Regions from separate parts of the Mus musculus genome. Here all the other regions are linked to region 7. Evidence: chromatin contacts called from public HiCAR-type, HiChIP or PLAC-seq and promoter capture Hi-C data. All regions are on one chromosome and are shown on one strand. The core of a region is the stretch at or near the end of the contact, and the rest is flanking DNA. Distances in the headings are between cores, read along the strand shown. Region 1 holds the start of Zbtb7a (zinc finger and BTB domain containing 7a). Region 2 holds the start of Tpgs1 (tubulin polyglutamylase complex subunit 1). Region 3 holds the start of Map2k2 (mitogen-activated protein kinase kinase 2). Region 4 holds the start of Zfr2 (zinc finger RNA binding protein 2). Region 5 holds the start of Timm13 (translocase of inner mitochondrial membrane 13). Region 6 holds the start of Oaz1 (ornithine decarboxylase antizyme 1). Region 7 holds the start of Gamt (guanidinoacetate methyltransferase).

Evidence for each region. HiCAR-type assays count read pairs that join an accessible place to other places. HiChIP or PLAC-seq counts read pairs in DNA pulled down with a chosen protein or histone mark. Capture Hi-C pulls out chosen DNA fragments and counts their contacts.
Region 1: a promoter capture Hi-C map of liver shows a contact between it and region 7, with 3 times the contacts expected there. The contact joins the promoter of Zbtb7a here to the promoter of Gamt in region 7. A contact is called at or near these places in 2 of 484 Hi-C or Micro-C datasets (B cells and CD8 T cells), 5 of 115 datasets of contacts at active chromatin or transcription factors (bone marrow-derived macrophages, fetal liver, fibro-adipogenic progenitors and 2 more) and 2 of 9 other capture datasets (liver and macrophages).
Region 2: an HNF4G HiChIP or PLAC-seq map of pancreatic cancer cells shows a contact between it and region 7. The contact joins the promoter of Tpgs1 here to the promoter of Gamt in region 7. A contact is called at or near these places in 1 of 39 promoter capture datasets (erythroid cells) and 1 of 115 datasets of contacts at active chromatin or transcription factors (pancreatic cancer cells).
Region 3: a promoter capture Hi-C map of liver shows a contact between it and region 7, with 2.8 times the contacts expected there. The contact joins the promoter of Map2k2 here to the promoter of Gamt in region 7. A contact is called at or near these places in 2 of 39 promoter capture datasets (liver and pre-B cells), 3 of 115 datasets of contacts at active chromatin or transcription factors (cardiomyocytes, large pre-B cells and pancreatic cancer cells) and 1 of 9 other capture datasets (liver).
Region 4: a HiCAR-type map of astrocytes shows a contact between it and region 7, with 3 times the contacts expected there. The contact joins the promoter of Zfr2 here to the promoter of Gamt in region 7. A contact is called at or near these places in 1 of 39 promoter capture datasets (cranial neural crest), 1 of 115 datasets of contacts at active chromatin or transcription factors (astrocytes) and 1 of 9 other capture datasets (liver).
Region 5: a contact with region 7 is called in a promoter capture Hi-C map of liver, with 3 times the contacts expected there. The contact joins the promoter of Timm13 here to the promoter of Gamt in region 7. A contact is called at or near these places in 2 of 39 promoter capture datasets (liver and pre-B cells) and 1 of 9 other capture datasets (liver).
Region 6: a contact with region 7 is called in an HNF4G HiChIP or PLAC-seq map of pancreatic cancer cells. The contact joins the promoter of Oaz1 here to the promoter of Gamt in region 7. A contact is called at or near these places in 3 of 39 promoter capture datasets (cranial neural crest and liver), 1 of 115 datasets of contacts at active chromatin or transcription factors (pancreatic cancer cells) and 1 of 9 other capture datasets (adipose tissue).

Annotation. Positions count from the first base shown.
Region 1 is chr10:81,134,887-81,137,586 of GRCm38.p6, forward strand. It overlaps Zbtb7a (zinc finger and BTB domain containing 7a), which reads left to right and starts at 1,385. Exons shown (of 3, transcript NM_010731.3): 1 at 1,385-1,813.
Region 2 is chr10:79,668,131-79,670,830 of GRCm38.p6, forward strand. It overlaps Tpgs1 (tubulin polyglutamylase complex subunit 1), which reads left to right and starts at 1,309. Exons shown (of 2, transcript NM_148934.3): 1 at 1,309-1,653. The coding sequence starts at 1,316. Madcam1 (mucosal vascular addressin cell adhesion molecule 1) reads left to right here. Exons shown (of 5, transcript NM_013591.3): 5 at 107-412. The coding sequence ends at 237.
Region 3 is chr10:81,104,635-81,107,334 of GRCm38.p6, forward strand. Map2k2 (mitogen-activated protein kinase kinase 2) reads left to right here and starts at 1,281. Exons shown (of 11, transcript NM_001347144.1): 1 at 1,281-1,604. The coding sequence starts at 1,513. Mir5615-1 (microRNA 5615-1) reads right to left here and starts at 39; the gene lies at 1-39. Mir5615-2 (microRNA 5615-2) reads left to right here; the gene lies at 1-41.
Region 4 is chr10:81,231,845-81,234,544 of GRCm38.p6, forward strand. Zfr2 (zinc finger RNA binding protein 2) reads left to right here and starts at 1,319. Exons shown (of 18, transcript NM_001034895.3): 1 at 1,319-1,398. The coding sequence starts at 1,346.
Region 5 is chr10:80,899,569-80,902,268 of GRCm38.p6, forward strand. It overlaps Timm13 (translocase of inner mitochondrial membrane 13), which reads right to left and starts at 1,401. Exons shown (of 3, transcript NM_013895.4): 1 at 1,056-1,401; 2 at 914-982; 3 at 1-691. The coding sequence starts at 1,175. The coding sequence ends at 593. Lmnb2 (lamin B2) reads right to left here. Exons shown (of 12, transcript NM_010722.5): 12 at 1,795-2,700.
Region 6 is chr10:80,825,305-80,828,004 of GRCm38.p6, forward strand. It overlaps Oaz1 (ornithine decarboxylase antizyme 1), which reads left to right and starts at 1,352. Exons shown (of 5, transcript NM_008753.4): 1 at 1,352-1,601. The coding sequence starts at 1,456.
Region 7 is chr10:80,259,629-80,262,328 of GRCm38.p6, forward strand. Gamt (guanidinoacetate methyltransferase) reads right to left here and starts at 1,384. Exons shown (of 6, transcript NM_010255.4): 1 at 1,093-1,384; 2 at 140-285; 3 at 1-36. The coding sequence starts at 1,273. It also overlaps a transcript of Dazap1 not described here.

The sequences.
Region 1 (2,700 bases), core at 135-2,634, 880 kb after region 7:
CAATGAATGAAAAATAACTAAATTAAGGACCGGGCATTTGGAGGCTGACATCTCATATTGTGACAGACACACTTAAAGCTAAAGCAAGGATGGCCAGTCTCCATACGAAGGGGAACTGAAGGGGAAACTGAGGCCAGGCGCTGGTTCTAACTCCCCGCTCCGCCCCCTCCCCAGAGCCAGATCCACAGTCAGGTCGTCTGGTGGCTGTGGCGTGCTGGAACCCGAACCCAGCAGGCCTGGTGAACCGGGATGTCGCCTGTCCCCTCCTCTGCCTTCCCCTCCCTCTCCAGACCTCTCCCACGACCAGAGAGGAAGTGGGAGAGAAAAGGACAAGGGGGTGAAAAAAAAAGAAAGAAAGAAAGAAAGAAAACAGAAAACGCAGGGTTGGATTCGCACTTTCCTACTTCCCACCTCTGTCCTGCGGAGCTGTGCGGCGCCCCTGCGAGGGTCCGGGTCCACGCCCCACACCAGCCGGGCCAGCCAGCCGGCTGCGGGGAAAATTACAAGGCCTGGAAAACAACCGTCCTTCCCCGCCCCTCGCCAACCCCTTCCCCGCGCTACGCCCCTGGCACAGCCGGGTGGAGGCGACTGTTTTATGTAATCGCGGGGCGGCAGGTTTGCTGGCTGGCTGCACCGGTGAGGGCGGGACCCCCGAGCTCAGCTGACATTTCGCGGCCCTGCAAGTCTTCCCCTGGGGGGTCCCTGGTATGGCTTTGGTAATTTAAGGCGCAGATGGGGGCGGGGGTGGACGGAGACCCGACACTCTAAAGCAACCTAGCTGTACTTGCAAACTCTGGGTTCCTCGCAGTTTGAGTAAACTGAGGTTTATGTGGGGGTTAGGGGACCTGGAGCTCAAATGCAGACTCTGATCTTTTTTCTTCCTTTCCTGGGTTCTTTGCACTACTTGGGTAAACTGAGGCCAAGGATGACAGGAGCGCCGATGCAACCTCGCCGACCTTGCAACAGACCTTTTCTTCTCCTTTCGATTCCTTGCATTATTTGGGGAAACTGAGGCTCAGAGAAGGGAGATGCGGTACCATGGCAGCGCCCTGGTGGCCTTGGAGAGAGGTGTGAGGCAAGGGACCGTCACTTCCTCGCCTTCATCTCAGCTCCTTGGGCCAGAGGGCCCCTTACGCCCCGGCACCCAGTCCTCCGGGTGCGCACCGCACTCCCGCCCCCATTGCCAACCCGGTCCCGCCCCGCCCCGGGCTTCGGGGGCACAGCCCGCGCCCCCTGAACCCCGCCCTGCGCGCACAGGCCGGGGCTGTTTATCTGCGGCCCCCACCCCCTGAACCCGAGGGGCCCCTCTTGCCCGCCCCCAGCACCCTGGGGTGCTCCGGGCCGTAGATAAGCCAGCAGGCTGGCACGGCGCCGCGCACGGGGCGGAGAGGTCACGGGCTTGCCAGGGGAGGGGCCGATGGGTCGGGGCTGCGCCCCCCGCCCGCCCGGCACCCCCAAATCCCTAATCGCAGCCCGATCTGCTCTCGCGGCGCAGCCCCGCGGGACGTGGCAAGAGCCGACCTGCAGAGCCTGTTCTGGCCGCGGTGGCCGGGGGGGCGGGCTGGGCGTGGGGGTGCCGGCGCTGCGGCACCTTTAAGACGAGGGAGGACCCCTCTTGCCCTCGGACAAACCAGGAAGGGAGTCGCGAGCATCATACGGGGCTTTGCGTACTGTACGGCTACTGTAGGGGCAGTGACGCCGCCGCCCGCCCGAGCGAGGTCCGCGCCGCGGGCTGCCCCGATCGCGCGTCCTCCGGGCTCGGGTCCCCGCGAGGTAAGCTGCCCGGGCTGAAGGGGACTCCTCTCCCGGAGAGGTGGGTTTTGTTTTTCTTTTTTTTTTCCTTTCTTTCCTTTTTAATTTCCTTGCAGGGTGGGGACGCGGCCGGGGGCGCAGTGCGCACCCCGAGAGCCCGTACGGAGCGGAACGGACTGGATGGGGGATCTGGGGCGCCTCCGTAGCTCAGGGGTTCTGGAGACCAAGATTGCCCGGCCAGAGCCGAAGAGGAGTCGGGAGGCGGGGGGGCTCCGCCCGGGTCCCTCCGGGGCGAAGGGCACAAGCCCGCTCCCGATCCCTCCTCCCTACTCGGGCGGCACGGCCTCAGGGTTCCCGGCGCGCGGCCCGCGGGGGAGGGGAGCCGGGCCTCACCGAAGGCGAAGGTGGGGGCTGAGGGGTGCGTCGCGTGCTAAGTTTGCAATAGGGCCCGGGGCGCGCCGCTCCCCTTTCCGAGTGGTAGTGGGCAAGCGGGGGGCGGGGAAGGCCTATCCGGGATTGCGCGCAGACGTTGGAGTTGGCCAGGATGGAGCGCCTTGGCGGAGGGGGGGAGGGGGCTGACAAAACAGGGAGGGGGGCTTTGCAAAAAAAAAAAAAAAAAAAAAAAAAAAAAAAAAAAAAGGCCCGAGAGAGGCGGAGGGAAGGGGTGAGGGGTGGAGTGTCTGGGAGGCGGGCGCGTCGTCGCGGTTCTCCTGGGCTCTGTAGTTCTTTCGCTTATCTTCAGTGCTTGTTGTTTTGGAAGGTGGCCTTGGAGAATAAACTACAAATCCCAGAGTGCCTCGCGATAGCGGCGGGTCAGGGAGGGGCGTTGCGGAGGAGGGGCGGTGAGTGGCAGACCTGAGGGCCAATGGATACTAGAAATCGTCCGGCGCGGCGCTGCATGGGGGTGGAGCCTGCGTTTGGGCGGGGCCTGCGTGCAGGGGCGGGGTT
Region 2 (2,700 bases), core at 59-2,558, 590 kb before region 7:
TGGCTAGTTAAGTCCACTTTTAAACTGTAAGGGCCTATGTATGTTCCCTCTGTGGAGCCCACAGGCACTGGGACTGATGGCAGCCTTTCTCTTCCTACTCTTTCAGCCTCCACCGTCGTCCTATGGATTGGCAGCTTGGTGCTGGGGCTGCTTGCACTGGTCTTCCTTGCCTACCGCCTGTGGAAATGCTACCGGCCAGGTCCTCGCCCAGACACTAGCTCATGTACACACCTATGAAGCTCCATTATGCCAGACTAAAGGAGGCAGAGAGTGACCAGCTGCAGGATTTGGGGCATCAAGATGATAGTGTGGCCTCTTTCCTTGGTGGTCAGCACATCTATAAGTTTCTCCTGACTTCTGGGCTTTTCTGCCTGCTGGCCCAGAGCTAAATAAAAGCCCCGTATCTAGCCACTGGCATATTCTTTCGTACTGTGAATAGGAAGGCTTTGTACATCACCTATCCCTACAGCCAGAGTCCCTGGAGACAGTCACACATCCCAGTTTTCTTTGGTAGGTCGAGCAACAGGATACTAGGCTGGGAAATGCCTGCATTTAACAAGAGTAACTAAGGAGATATCCAGTGGCTTAGAAAAAGTACTTGGGGGGTAACCTGGGAAAACACGAAGAGCGGTATGGATGCCAGACAAGGGAATAAAAAGTATGTCAGTAGATAAAGAGCCAAAGATAACACAGAAAAGGGACATGCGAGGATACTAGAAAGCCACAGCAGTTCAGAATTGCAAAGAGAGCACCCCCCTCTGGTGGTCAGAAATGGTAACAGTCTGGGAAAGGAAGGAATCTGGTGACAACTCCGCTCAGGCACCTTAACGCTCGGAAGGAGACTAAGTGAGGCCAAAAACCCGGGAGAGCCCAGGCCGAGTCTGGGAGCAAACGCAGAAAACGGTTTGAACTCCGCTTTCAGCCCTAGATTCCTGGTGAGCTTTGCGGGGTTTATCTGGTACCCAGGGTGCCTGGTTGCTAGGAGACCATGCTTAGGAAGACTTGCCCACTACCAAGATGGCAAGGTATCGCGCTTCAAGCCAGAAACCAAGCCCTTCCTGGGGGACCATTTTGAAGTCTGGCAAGCTCACAATTCCAGACCGAAGCTAGAAGATGCAGTCATGGAGTAGCAGGAAAACGCACACAGAGAAAGCCAGGGGCACAGGGGGAAAAGGTCGCTTGCGCTTGTTACTATCGAGATTCTCAGAGAGGGGGGCCGCTGCCTCTGCCCTTAACAAAAATGGTCGTCGAGGGAAGGCGCCTCATCGCGCCGTGAATTATGGCGGCGCTTCCGGTCCCGCTGCCCCCAACAAAGATGGCGGCAGTGGAGAAACGGCGGCCGGCAGTAGCACCAGCGGCCAATTTCCCGGACAGTGGCCGGACGTCGGTGTCTCAGGCGGCGGCGGCCGCTGAGAGCGAGGAGGACTTCCTACGGCAGCTCGGCGTGACGGAGATGCTGCGCGCAGCCCTCCTAAAGGTGCTGGAGATCCGGCCCGAGGAGCCCATCGCCTTCTTGGCGCACTACTTCGAGAACATGGGTCTACGCTCGCCGACCAACGGAGGCGCCGGGGAGCCCCCGGGCCAGCTCCTCCTGCAGCAACAGCGCCTGGGCCGCGCGCTGTGGCACCTTCGCCTGGCTCACCACTCGCAGAGGTGCGGACCGATGGCGGACGGGGGTACCAGAACTACAATTCCCGACAGGCCCCGCGCGGGAGCAACTCGCCGCCGGCGCGGGGCGTTTCCGGGAGTAGTGGTCTTTCCTCTTTTCCCGGGTCTGGTCGGCTTGAGGCAGGTTTAAGGTTCTCGGCACGCCTCGCATCGATTTCGCCTGCAGTGTGCGCGGGGTGTACTGGATATTGTGGTCCGGGTAGGAAGTGCTGGGGGTTGTAATCCATCGTCCATCTATTGCATGAGCTTCCAGGTGATTACGGCCTGGAGGAGGTTGCTTTTGAACCCGAGTCCATTTTGCCCTCGCAGCCAAGGGTTTTGGGAGGTCAAGAAGCCCAGCAAGGTAGTATAAATAGTGTGGTGCTTGTCCAGGAGATGGACAGCCTGTGTACTCAGGCCCCAGGCCCCAGACAGAAGTTCCTTAGATGCACACGCAGAGCACAGGCTGGTCTAGAGCCTGACGTGAACCCTGCAGGGAGCTCCGCAGTGGGAGTAGTTCCAGTGTAGGTGACGACTAAGGACGCTTTTTCATTGCATAGTGGATGAGGGAAGCTGATCAGTAGGGCATCATCAGCCAGGGGGTGACCAAATGCCTGAGGGTCTCAGCATGGGAGTGGCTTTCCAAAGGGTGCTTGGAGGAAGACTCAGGGAGGAGAGCAGGGGAGGGGGCCGCAAGGAGGAAGACGTTGGGCAACAGTAGCTCAGGCCTTCCCTAGGGAAGTGAAAGTCCAGAGATCATACATTTCCAGCTGAGCAGACCAGACATCTCTGCACCAGAGGGAAGGGGCTCAGTATCCAAGATGGTAGCCAAGAAGGGAAGGGTGGAGCATGGCGGGCCCATGTGGCTAGAGGGGAGGGGTACAGGCACAAAGGGAGAAAACCAGCGAGAATGTAGACGGACAGTCTTCAGCTAGGACAGCATTGGGGTATGTGAGTGGGAGACTGAAGGTATCAGCAGAGAATACGCACACAAGACCACACCGTGAGGTGCCCAGGGGAGGAACAAACTGCTTACTGGGGGCATCCGGAATT
Region 3 (2,700 bases), core at 31-2,530, 840 kb after region 7:
AGAAAATGAGACTCTTTTCTGTCTCAGAAAACAACCAAGGACTGCTCTTCCAGAGGTGTTGAGTTTAATTCCCAGCAACCACATGGTGGCTCGCAACCATCTGTAATGAGATCAGATGACCTCTTCTAGTGTGTGTTTGAAGACAGCTACAGTGTACTCATACATAAATAAGTAAATAAACCTTAAAAAAATAAAATGGTTTGTTCTCACAAAATTGTAACAAAAAAATACATTCTCAAAGTCATTGAACTGAATAAAGGCTGTAGCCAGGTGAAAGCCTGCTTGCCTCCCTGGTGGGTTTCATCTTTACCATCTGAGAGGTAAAAAAACGCGGAGAACTTCCTTGTGAGATGCTGTCACTCAGAACAAACTTCATGGCCACCGTGGGCTGCAGAGCAAGACCCTGCAAGTCTGATTTCCATGTGCCTGCTCAAGAGCCCAGAGCAGGGGTTTTACTATGTATCTGTACACTCTGAATTCCAAGAGTGTGACCCTGGACAAAGAACCAGCCCTGAGTGGTATGTCTACACAATGGAATGCTATTTGGCCAGGAAAAGGACGAGAGCCCTGCCATCCAAACCATTGTGGATGGACCTTGAGGGCAAAGGAAAAACAAGCCAGACATAAGTGACCCTAACCACAAGAAGTGTTCGGATTCACACACTGAAATGGTGACCGTCAGGGATGGGGACCAAGGGAATTTATGTATTACCCATACCCGAGCTTCAATGAAGGGCCGTGAGAAAGGTCTGTAGGGCTATGGGATTGTTGCAGAACAGTAAAACACTAGGGGTTGGGACTGGAGGATTGCAGGGAGTGGAGGTGAAGCCTGGACAACACAGTAACTTCGAGAACAGTGTGGGTGGGGTACTGAGGCTCTGTCTCAAAATAAAAACAAAAACAAACAAGCAACAAAACAAACAGCAGGAAGTAGGGCTCAGTGGGTAGCGCTCTCGCCTATAGGACACGGGGCCGCAGCAAAGCAGGAAGCAGGTAAGGTAGCTCAGGCCTACGGTCCCAGCGGCCAAATCTAGGAAAATATATGAAACTAAACAAGTCTGAGTCGACTGATGCTGGCAGGTCTGTCTCCTCGCGGTCCTGCCGTGTGTAACCCCACCCGCGTTTGAGACGCACACGCAGCCGACCCCGGGAAGCTGATCGTACAGACAGACGACTGCACCGCCGCAAACATTAAACACAGCGTCCGCCTCTGCCCTTCTACAGTAGGCCGGGGAGCCACCTCGCGCATGCGCCTCGGTTGAGGGCGGGACCTCGCAGAAAAAGATCTCGCGAGAGCTCGGCCTGCGAGCTTGTGGCCGCCCCCTGTTCCCCGACCTCCCGGCTGCGCTGCAGCGTCAGCTTCACTCGGCCTCGGCGTCGGTCTGCTCGCCCCGGCGCTCCGGGCTCGTCCGCCTTCCACCTTCTGCCCGGCCTAGGCCGCAGCCCCGGGCCCGCGTCGCGCCGCCCCCTATGGGCCCCGGCTGAGGCGTCGCCGCTGGCCGTGGAGCCCCGATGCTGGCCCGGAGGAAGCCGGTGTTACCGGCACTCACTATCAACCCTACCATCGCCGAGGGCCCGTCCCCCACCAGCGAGGGCGCCTCTGAGTGAGTAGGCGGGGCGTGTGAGGACAGGGGCGGGCCTCGGCGTGAAGGGGGCGTGACCACAAGTGGGGGTGTGGTCTGAAGGGATAGCAGCGCCCGGGAGGACAGGGGCTGGTCCTGAGAATGGTGTGGATGGAGGTGAGAGGGGCGTGGAGTTCGAGGGCTGGAACAAAGCCTGGTTGGGGGTCCGGGCATGGAGGGGGTTGTGGGGGGGGGGGTGGAGGCAGGGCCAGTTGGGTGAGTCACGTGGTGTGTCAGCTTGGCCCGGGGAAAGGGGCGTGGTCTAAGGTGAGTGGCCTGTGAGCTTAGAGGGCCGTGGCCTTTGAGGACTAGAACAAAAGCCTGGTTGGGGTCGGGGCCAGAGCAGTGAGGCTGGTGGTCTTATCAGGTTGGCCAGATGGGAGAGGGGCGTGGCCCAAGGGGAGAGCCCTGAGTCCTGTGAGCGTAGAGGGGCGGGGCCTCGGCCGGAACTTGGCTTTAGAAAAGTTGGTCTGGAGAGTAGCAGTGCCTGAGGCAGGGTAGGGATGGGGACAAGGTGCAGGGATCTGAGAGAATGGCTTTGGGAAAATCTCTGCTGTTGAAGGGGAAACAGGGGGCAAAGGGGGCGGCGTGGGTACAAGAGGGGGGCAGGTCCTGCAGGTGTTGGGACCAAGAAAGGGGAGCTAGAGAGAGGTATGACTTGGAGTAAGGAGAGGGGCCTGAAGAGAGGCAGGGCAATTGGAGACCCAAGAAAGAAGACGTCCTGAAGGTGGCCAGGAGAATCAGGGGAGCAGTGAGGCTTTCCGGGTGTGTGTGTGTGAGGTGTGGTATGGTTAGAGGAACAGAGGCCGTGCGGGGTAGCCTAGCCTAGCGCTTAAGACTGGGTACCAGGTGAGTGGAGCAGTTGAAGGCATGACTTGTCTGAGGAGGCAAGGCTGGCCTTGCAGGGGCAGAGGGAAGGAACCTGTTGGAAGAAGCAAGGGGAGGTGCAGGGGAGAGCCTGGCTTGGGGAGTACATGGTGACCTAGTGGAAAGTGGACAGTGCCCTTGGAGATGGGTGTGGGGGTAACAGACTCACTATGATGGGGTGGGATGAGCGATGCAGTTGGGTACAAAGCCT
Region 4 (2,700 bases), core at 69-2,568, 970 kb after region 7:
TTGATTTAGCAGCTGAGAACTGCAGTTGATTTCCAGACGTTACCAGAAGTAAAAGAGAGCAGAGAAGGATGTCCCCAGTGTCCATAAAGAACTAATCGCCCAGACTTTGGTCCCTGAAAGTGTGAGAGAATAAATGTTTGGGGTTTAACCCCCCTCCATTCAGTTTCTTATCTTTCCTGGTAACTAATATAAGACCCCACATAGTAGTGGATCTCCAAGGTTCTTTCTGCACATCCTGTGAGCACATCAAGTTCCTTCCTGCCACAAGGCCTTTGCCTGTACTGTCAGTACTCTCGGATCTCCTACGTTCATACGAGTGTACATGTGAGTATAGGTCACATAGGCTCTCTCTTCCTGACAACAGGTTTGTTCTAGGCATTTCCCACCATGGAAATGCGTGCCTACTGTCTCACTGAGCACGAGGCTCATTCACCTGTCGGTGCGGCCATAACTCCCACCCACTTTCAGAACCTTCCATCTACCCACACTATGCCCATCACCTCCCTACTTCTTATATCTTACTTCCTGTGTCTGTCAGTCTGAGGACTCCAGGAACCTCCTGGAAGTGAGATCCTGGTCCGAGTGTCCTTTTGTGTCTGACTCATGCTGACATGCTGTCCTCAAGGGCCATCCATCCATGTTGGAATAGGTGTCTGGGTTTCCTTGCATTTTCTGGGCTATTACTCCATTTTGTGTGTTTCCTTTAGCACTGATAAATCAGTTTGCACCTTTCTAGAACACGTCAGAAGTTGGACTCTCAGAGGCAAAAGTCAAGGGCACAGGGCTTGCAATAAATAATAGGGGAAAAGATCACATGTAACTCAAGAGAAACTGCCACAGTCCCCCTGCCTTCTAGAAAGACGTGGGCTACACACCTAGAGCCTTAAGCCTTGGAGGCCACACATGCTCAGGTCAAGGATGGTCACGTGCCACCCACCCACTCTCTCAGCCTTGGAATTTCTCAAGCTTTCTCAAGAATCAGCCAGCTCTCTGCCTTGCGTCCAAGAAGAGATAAGGAAGGTGGCAGTGTACATCAGCAGGTGATGGGGCTTGCCGCCAAGCCCAACTACTGGAGTTTGATCCTTGATCCCTGGGACTCCACGTGGCGGATGGCAGGCCGGGTCTAGAACCGACTTCCCTAAGATGTCCTTTCATCATCATAGAGGCACCTGAGTTAGGCGTCCTCCGTAGGGGGCGGGGCTTGGCCGGTGGGCGGAGACAGGCTGAGGCTCTCTGGGGCTAGGGATGGCAGGTTCGAGCAGGGGCGGGGCTTGAACGAGCACGGGGCGGTGCGTCGGGGGCAAGGCCCTGACGTCACTCCCGTGGGCTCCGGGAGGACGTGGACATGGCGGCTAGCAGCTCTTCCGGCCTCGCGCAGGGCACCAACCCGTCGTCCAGGTAACGAGCCCCGTGGGCGGCGAGGCGCCCCAACCCCGCGGGACTCGGTCGTGAGTCACGGGGAGCGGGGCGGGCCCGAGGCGGGGCGACGGCCCCTGGGGTCCGCGGGAGGGCGGGGCGGGGAGTCCGGGGAGTGACAGGCAGGGTGGGGGCGGGGACCCCGTGGGGATAGGGCTAGCCTAGGAGGGACCGACCTGGATGGGTAGGGTGGGGACCGAGGATGGAGGACAGAGTTGGGGGAGGGGACTGACCTCAGAGAGGACCTGAGACCTTGGGGAACCTTCCAAGCGGGAATAGGGTGGGGTGTTCTGGCCCCTGATGGATAGAATTGGAGTTTTTGGTGTCTGATGTATGGGGGAATCCTCCAGGCAGGGATGGAGTCAGAGTTCTGGTTCCTGATGGATGGAGGACCCTCGAGACGGGGATGGAGTCTGGGGTTCTGATGTCTAGTGGATGGGGGACCCTCCAGATGGGCCTGAATTGGGGGTTCTAATCCCTGATGAATGGGGGACCCTCCAGGTGAGTATGGATTGGGGGTTCTGGTGTCTGACAGATGGGTTACCCTCTAGACAGGGATGAATTTGGGTTCAGTCCCTGATGGATGGGGGGCTCTCCAGACGAGGATGGGGTCTGGGGTTCTGTGTCTAATGGATGGGGGGCTAAGCTAGGCAGGGTAAAGTGAGCCTCTGGTCTTTGGAAGTCAGTAAAGCACAGGCAAGTGGCACAGGCTTCCAATCCAATCTTTGAAGAGAGAAGCTGAGGCAGTGTGTGTGTGTCTAAGTTCAGGGCTAGCCTGAGCTACAGTGAGTATGAGGCCAGGCTGAAGAACTAAAGGAGATGTTGTCTCTAAATAAAAGGCCACATGAATAATGTCCGTGCCAAGTGGAGAGAAGGCGCTTGGCTGTGTGTGAGGAGTTGGGGGCTGACGGCTGGGGACGAGTGTCCTCTTCACTCAGTGGCTTGGTTAGGGTTACAGTTGCAGTGATAACACACCCGGGCCAAGAGCTGGTGAGAGGGTCACTGTGGGGACCAGAGTTCCAGGTCTGTAAGTCAGGCAAGTCCACTGCCGTAGCACAACACACACAAATATACAAATGATGAAAAGAAAAAAAAAAAGAAAAGAAAACGCTCCAGTCAACAGCAAGCTGGGAGGAAAGGATTTGCGTGACTCACACTTCCAGATCACCATGACAGGAGCTCACACAGGGCAGGAACCTGGAGGCAGAGCTGATGCAGAGTCCATGGAGGGCGCTGCTGACAGGCTTGCTCCCCATGGCTTGCTCAGCCTGCTGTCCTATAGAA
Region 5 (2,700 bases), core at 151-2,650, 640 kb after region 7:
TTATGTTTTGGTGGGACTGACCAAATTGACCAAATCTCATGTACCAATCCTCTTGCCTCCACACTTAACCCACCCTCAAGTGCTGGGCAGACAGGTGTGCACCACACTTGGTTTATTCAGAGTTAAGGTCAGCACCCTGGGCCTCATGCATGATAGGTGAAGGCTACATGAAGCCTTGCTTCTTAACCTCGGCTGGTCTCCCCGGGATGACCAAACACCTGAGATCATGCTCCGAATTCCCTGAGAGCCAGCAGCCCACTGACCCCAAGGGGAAAGATACCCTGGGAGGTCTGGGCCTACTCAGGGGAAGGGACCTGAAGCAGTGAGGTGACACGCCTGCTTTACTGCCCCAGCAGCGATTTATTGGCCTGCTCTCCTGAGGTCACAGGTCAGTGGGGCCAGCCAGATCCCTGTGCTCTGTCGGGTCCTCACTCTCTTCTGAGATTGAGCTGGACGCAGCAACCCAGGGGAGAGGCCTCGATCCCCAAGCCCTCCATGCTGCCAGACTTCAGGGCGGCTAGGAGGAGACACCCTAACTGGCAGGGAAAACAGTTCAGACCATAAGCACGGTGTCCCGAGGCACAGGTCCCGGTCACATGTTGGCTCGTTCCCGCTGCAGTCGAGAGTTGTAGGCGCGGGACACGGTATTCCAGGCGTCCATGTAGCGGTCCATGCACATGGCGATGCATTTCTGCAAAGCGTGGAGGGGGATCCCTGACTGACGGTCACACGACCCGAGGATCACCCATGAAGGCTGCACCGATCTAGGCACAGAAGCCGGGTCCTCACCCCGCGCACGCGCACAACTTCCTCAGTAGCTAAGGCTAGAGGCCGCGCACGCGCACATCTCTCAACCTCCTAGACGCTCCTGACCCCGCGCCCCTCACCACCCCGGGTTCCCGAGATGTCTCACCTGCTCCGAGTTATCCAAGGAGCCCCCGGGCTTCCCGATGCACTTCCGGAAACACTTGTCCGTCATTCTCTGTGGACACACGCGAGGTCTCAGCGGGGACTCACCCGGGGAACCCCGCCACCAACCCCGGCGCGCCCCGCACCTGGAGCAGCTCCTGCGCGTTGGCCACGGCGATCTGCACTTTCACCTGCTCCATAATGGCCCCCGGGTCCAGCTTCCCGCCACCCGTGCCGCCAAAATCCGAGCCGAAGCCGCTGTCCATGGCTGCTCAGTCAACCGGGCCACGGTCGCGCACACCGACCATACGCCCCGGAAGCCAAGCCGGGGCACCACGGGAAACAGAGGCTGAGTCGATTCCCACAAGGCAGCGCGCGTCGTCAGCAGTCTGACAAAGCTGCGGCCTGAGTCACCATGGAAACAAGTTAAACTACACCTCCCACAAACCCGTGCGCGCCGTGCACTCTGACCTCGGAGGCTCTATGGGAAACTGCAAACTCCTGCTCCCACAAGGCTGTGCGCGCCGTCCCTAAGCACTGTCCTTTGGCTTCTAGAAAGGAAGGAAACCCGAACCACAATTCCCAGAAGGCTGTGCAACTTCCCGCGTGAGCCCACTGACTTTTGACGCCCTGGCAAGGGCTGGACCAGGGTCATTTTGTCCTGGACCTCCCCGCTGCGCATGCGTACAATATAAAATCCTCGCTGCTTTTTTTTTTTTTTTTTAATATGTTTTTTTTTTAAAGTTATACGGATGGTTGTGAGCCACCATGTGGTTGCTGGTATTTGAACTTCGGACCTTCGGAAGAGCAGTCCGGTGCTCTTACCCACTGAGCCATCTTACCAGCCTGCTGCTCCTATCTTAATCTGAAGATCTACTCTGAGGCTGCAGTTAAAGTCAATGTTTATTTGAGTATACAAAAGTTTCCAGTTGTAAAATGTATATTACAAATCATAGGCGTAAAAGAAAAGGTGGAACACACGTTTGGCATGCATCTTATAAAAGAAACAATCTGTAGAGCTGAGCGATGTGCGCAGTGCCGGCGGCTCCCCAGCAGCAGTGCCACTCCGGTAACCATCTCACCTAGCCAGGGCCAGAAACAGACCCCTGAGGACCTGCAGATTACTCTAGACCTGCTCCTCAAATACAAGGAAGCTAGCTCCAGTGCAGAGTACACCTGCCCTGTGGGCAAGGCAGCAGAGCTGCGCAGTGACTGCAGCCAGCCATAACTATCCAGGATCCAACGCCGGTCACAAAGAAAACGGAGGTATCTAGAAGCAGGAGGTGGCTGGTGGGTTCTGGAGGTTGGTGGCAGTGGTGGCATCCTGTGGCCAAGAGCTCTTGCCTTGGGGGAAGACTAGGCCTGGACTCTTCCTACCATCAGCTGTGCCAGGAGAGAGAAAGAACTCGCCCTAGCTCAGTAAAGGAAGCTGCCAGTTGTGGCAGCTCCAGGCCTGAACCCCCAGAGCATCATCCCAGTGAGCTGCGTTACTGACCGATGTAAAAAAATAAATATTCTTTAAAAAAATACCATGTGTCAGTGGTGGGGAGGTGACAGGTGAAACTGGCTGGCTCCTGGCACTAAGTTGCAGGGAAGCAAGTTTCCAGGCCTTGCCATCGAGGTGGGGCACAGAGGGGCCACACAGTATTCATACAGGAGAGGCCAGGAGCATAGCTAGTGTGGCCACACTCATGTGAGCAGTCACTGGCTGGGAACCTGCAGCCTTTGCTCCTGAAGGCACAACGCCCACGGTTTGCCTGTCCCCTTCAGTCTTAGGATGGGAGGCGTCGT
Region 6 (2,700 bases), core at 102-2,601, 570 kb after region 7:
CGTGGTGGCTCACAACCATCTATAATGGGATCTCACACCCTCTTCTGGTCTGTGTCTGAAGACCAGAAACAACAACAGTGTACTCATATAAATAAAATAAGTAAATCTTGAGAGAGAGAGAGAGAGAGAGAGAGAGAGAGAGAGAGAGAGAGAGAGAGAGAGAGAGAGAGAGAGAGAGAGAGAGAGAAAGAGCAGGGTGTGGTGCCACAGGCCTTTAATCCCAACACTCAGCTGGCAGAGTCAGGCAGATCTCTGAGTTTGAGGGTAGCTTAGTTTATAGAGTAAGTTCCAGGACATCCAGGGCTACACAGAAAAGCCCTGTCTCAAAAACAAAACATACAAAACAAAACAAAACAACAACAACAAAAAACCCATAAAGAGAAAAAGAATACGAAATTCTTTAAGAATAAATTGTAAGCAGGGCAGTGATGGCGCACGCCTTTGATCCCAGCACTTGGGAGGCAGAGGCAGGCAAACAGAGAAACCCTGTCTCAAAAAACAAAAATCAAAATACAACAACAAAAAAGCGGCGGCGGCGGGGGAGGGGGGGTTGGGATGAAGGAAACCTTCAAGCTGAGTCTATGAGAAAAGTTGTTTAAATTCCAATTTGACATAAAATACTTCTCTAGATTGGGATACTTAACTTTTGACAGATTTTCTTTTAAATAGCAAGTTGCTTTTAAAACAAAGAGTCCCAATCTATTACCCATTATTACAAGGTCATTAGAATAATTTTGCCGCGTGGGGGATGGGCACCAAGCAAACCGCCTAGGTCAGCCTCAGGTACCCTTGACAGTTATGTCCTGACAGTCTTCCCGGAGCGGGGCGTCCCATGAGTGGGACCATAATGGTTAAGATGGAAAGGATGACAGATGACAAAACTGAAGGGCCACAGGTACTAGAGGAGGCGCAGAGTCCTAGCCTTGAGGCCTGGGCTAGATGGGGGTTTACGTCCTGGAGGCGACTACAGAAGCCCCGCCTCCGCCTCACGTCATAAAGCCTCGAGGGCGGGCTTGTCAGAACTCCAACCAATCCTCAAAGGGGCCAATACGTCCGTTTTTCTACATTGACCGATCAGAGCCTTGTAGGGGCGGGACGCGTCTGGCTTTTCTGTCTTCCCTCCCACAGAGTGACGCAAACACGCGGGGCCGGGATTCTCCTATCGCCAACTAATCATCAACGGAAACCTTCTGTCTGTCTTTTTACTCTCGCCAATCAGAAGCCGGAGTAGGTGGGACGCATTTGGTTTTTCCTTGGGCTGCCACTGTGGCCCCACCCCGTTCCTCCGTCGCCTCACACTGCTGCGTTTACGCCTGCGTGTGGGGGCGTGGCCTGCCGTGACGACGCATATAAAAGTGGGCGTCGGCGCCGGCGCCATTTTGCGAACGGCGAGCAGCGGCGGCGGCGCGGGAAGTGCAGCGGAGGTTTTTGCTGGTTTCGGACCCCAGCGGCCGGATGGTGAAATCCTCCCTGCAGCGGATCCTCAACAGCCACTGCTTCGCCAGAGAGAAGGAAGGGGACAAACGCAGCGCCACGCTTCACGCCAGCCGCACCATGCCGCTTCTTAGTCAGCACAGCCGCGGCGGCTGCAGCAGCGAGAGGTGAGAGCCCTGCCCCCGCCGCCGCGAACCTTCCAGAAACAGCGTCCGCGTAGGCCCCAGAGGGCAGCGCAGGACGCGCAGGCCCGGAGCGGGGTCGGCCTCCGGCGCCAGATAAGTCTCGGCAGCGCGAGATCCGCCCCTTTGTGGCGGCCACAATCGCGCAGGGGGCGGGGCGGGGCGGGGCGGGGCCTGTGGAGCGGGTCGCGGACTCGGATTTGGGATTCGAGTGGAATTAGGGAGTCTCAGGTTGAGGAATAGGGTTTGGTTTGATTGGAGGACCGGGAACATTTCGCGAAAATGTAGGATTCGATTTTGGGTTCGAATCGGATTCGGGGGTTGTGAGTTGAGCCTAAGATTTGGGGAGGGATCTGAGAAGAGATTGGAGACTCGAATTTGGGGTCTGCCTCTCGGATATGTGAGCTAGTTCTAATGTCAGGTGGCGAAGTGTTTGTGGTTACCTGTAGGGCGTTTGGGTAATAAATCGTATGCTATGTAGAGGTGGGGCTCGTCCCGGTGTTTGGAGTTCTTTGCAGAATACTGGGATTTTGGGTGCTGTTGGGGAGGAATCCTATTATATTCTTGGGTACATGTTGAGGACTCATTTCTTGGTGGGAGAGTATGGGATCAGATTTGGGGTGTTGAGAAAGAAGCTTGTGTCGGTTTAGGAAGTCACAGGTGGGGAAGCTGGGATGAGGTTTAGGTTGGATTTAGTGATTGCGTGTTGAGGGCTCTAATACTTTGGAGGGATTTGGGTCAGAATTAGGACCTTGGAAGTGGTCAGGCTTGGGGGCTCACAGAGCTATGTTGGAGGACATGGAGGTGGTGTGGTGTGGTGAGTATGATGTGAGGTGACCTTAATCCCTGGTCCACTTGGCAGTTAAAAGTCTGCAGTGGGTGGGATGGAGGGTATCACTTGAAGGGTTCAGAATGGGGACTGGTTTGGGAAGGGCGTCGATATAGGTGGTAGGAACTTTGGATATAGGCTGTGCAGACACCTATAGAGTGGCAGTAGGGAAGAGAGGAGACTTGGGGTTGTCTGACTCTAGAGCATGAGTAGTTAGTGAGGTAGAACTTTGGGGTCACTGGTAGCTGCTGACCA
Region 7 (2,700 bases), core at 134-2,633:
TGCCACCTCCTCCCACAGGCCTTTCAAGGGAACAACCTTGGAGAGGAGAGGGTCAAAAGAGGTTGAGGGTCACATGGGACCCCATGATCTCCCAGCCCTGAGGGTTACTCCCAGTCTGCACCCCAGCGGCAGAAGGTACCTTATGTGGCTGCCGCAGGGCCCAGTCTTGTAGACGCTGGAAGACCCCATCATTGCACTCAATAATCCAGTGTTCCTCTATGGGGGCCTGTTGCACCCTGGAGGCTGCAATGGCCATACCGAAGCCCACTTCCAAGACCCGGCCCCCTAGGAGGACAAAACATGACAGCTGGTTTGGGTGGGGGAGGGGGACTTAGATGTGAGGCCTGGCTCACACTTGCCTCAAGGCCAGCCAGCCAGCCAGCCAGCAGGACCATGTGGGTGGACAGAACAAAGTAACAGCAGAGTGTGGGCTCGGGCCAGCTGCCAATCAGAGCGGCTAGCCTGGGAGCCCAGGGCCTGGCCCCAGGGATCCCTGGACTCTGAGCCCCTGCCCACGCGATTTGTGCTCTAATCTGTGAGAAAGGGCCAAGCCTGGCTTGGAGGCTCTACACCTGCAGCCCCTCCACGTTTCATTCTGCACCTAATACCAAGTCCTCATTTGCCTTGGGTGAACTTTGAAGTCCACTCACTCACTGCCCATCTGCCCTGTTTGAAGCTGGGGTGCCTCAGACACCACCCCTTGTACAGAAGTTCAGGGCCACAGCACCGGGACAGCTGCCTCTCTGCTCAGTTTTCCCAAGCTATTCTTAGCAACAGCCCCTGGAGACTCGGAGGTTCCCGACAAGCACAAGCCTCACGCCCCTCTGCTCTTTCTCGCTCTTTCTATTAAGTTCCACTCGACTGTGGTCCGAAGACCCAGCCCCGGGAAGTAGAAATCTTCCCTGGGAGAGGAAGTTCCAGTTCGGAGCCGGGACCTCTTTCCTGCGTCCACTTTTTGCAAATACCCTTCCCTTCCCGACCAAGGTAGCCCCAAGGCAGCTCAGTGCCTCAGGCAAGGAAACTGAGACTTGCAACATGCATGGGAGCTCCTGCTCTTTTAAGCTGCAGCCTCAGTTTCCTCTGGCAGAGTACCTCTGGAGGCAGCAGCCGCCGCTAGCGCATGCATATAGGGGGTCTCCCAACGCTCCATCACTGGCTTGCCCAGGATTTGCAGGTGCGTGTCAGACGCGTCATAGGCCGCGGGGGCCGCGCGCCACGCGGGGCCGCAGTCCTCGCCGGGCGCGAAGAGCGGGCTAGCTGCAGAAGAGCTCATGGTGAGGCTGTGCAAACCAGGCCGGGAGCGCAGGGCTGCGGAGCCGCGGGGCCGGTGGAGGCGGAGTGGGGCGGTGCCTCTGCACAGAGATTAGCCTTGCACTCAAGTGGGTGGGAGCCTGAGGCGGGGGCGGGGCCTATGCGCCCTAAAGAACTCCGTGGCTGAGCCGTGTGGGCGGGGCCTACTCGCTGGGGCGGGGCTTTTCTGGGCTAGGGTGGGTCCAGTCATTAGAAGAGGGTTGGCCCTTGCTCTGGGAGGGGGTCCAGCCTGGCACTGGGCTGGGCCTGGGTGGATGGAGCTGAGGGACAGGGTGGAGCGTGCTCACGGTCGGGGCTACTCGCTGGAGCCCAAAGTAAAGTTCTGAGGGGCGGATCTACGGAATGGGATAGGTCCTGCACTGGTGGGCTGGGGAGGAGTCCAATCTTTTGCTATGGATGGGGCCAGAGCTGTGGGTTGGGACAGAATCCAGACTTCTATGAGGAATGCAGGCAGGAGCCATACAGGATGGAGCCTGTATGGTAGGACAGAGTCCAGCCTTCTGCTAGGGGCGGGGCCGGAGCAATGGGGTGGGGTCACCATTCTGCTAAGTATGAGAGACGAAACTAAGGAACGGGGCCAGCCGGCTGAGACCGTGGTGTCCAGCCTTCTGCTACGGATGAGGACAGAGCCATGGGGTAGGTGTTTATGGGATAGGATGAAATCCAAGCGTTCTGCTACTGGCGAAGCCTAGTCTTCTTTCACGGGTGGGGCCCAGCCTGGTAGAGGCAAAACAGGATCCGGGGCCTAGCTTTCCGCTAGAGCTGAGGCTGGCGCCAAGGAGGCGGGGCCTGAGGATAGGGTAATTGTGGAGTCCAGCTGAGTCCATCCTTTTACTATGAATGGGGCGGAGCCTGCGGACCTGGGCGGGGCCAAGTTATCTAGGCAGGAAGTTGGAGCCATGAGGGGTGAAGTGCCTGCGGTGCAAGGAGGGACGTTTAGAGACTACCAGTGGTCCCAGTGCCATGGAGAGTACCATATGCTGGCACGTGCACTGTTGTGGCTTCTGGAGGGGCGGGGCAAGCTCCCTGGCACCACATTTGGAATGAGGCTTGACTTTCTGCATTTGCCTGGCTGGCTCGCAAGGGTACTGGATTTACTGTTTGAAGAGGCTGTGAAACTTCCTGATCTCAGCGTGTCGTCCACGATGCTCCTCTAAGTTGATTCTTTTTTTTTTTTTTTTTTAGGTTTTTCGAGATAGGGTTTCTCTGTGTAGCCCTGGCTGTCCTGGAACTCACGCTGTAGACCAGGCTGGCCTCGAACTCAGAACTCCACCTGCCTCTGCCTCCCCAGTGCCGGGATTAAAGGCGTGCGCCACCAGGCCCGGCCCAAGTTGATTTTTTTATTTCTATTTATCCGTTTATTTAGAGACAGGAGCTCCTGACTGGCCT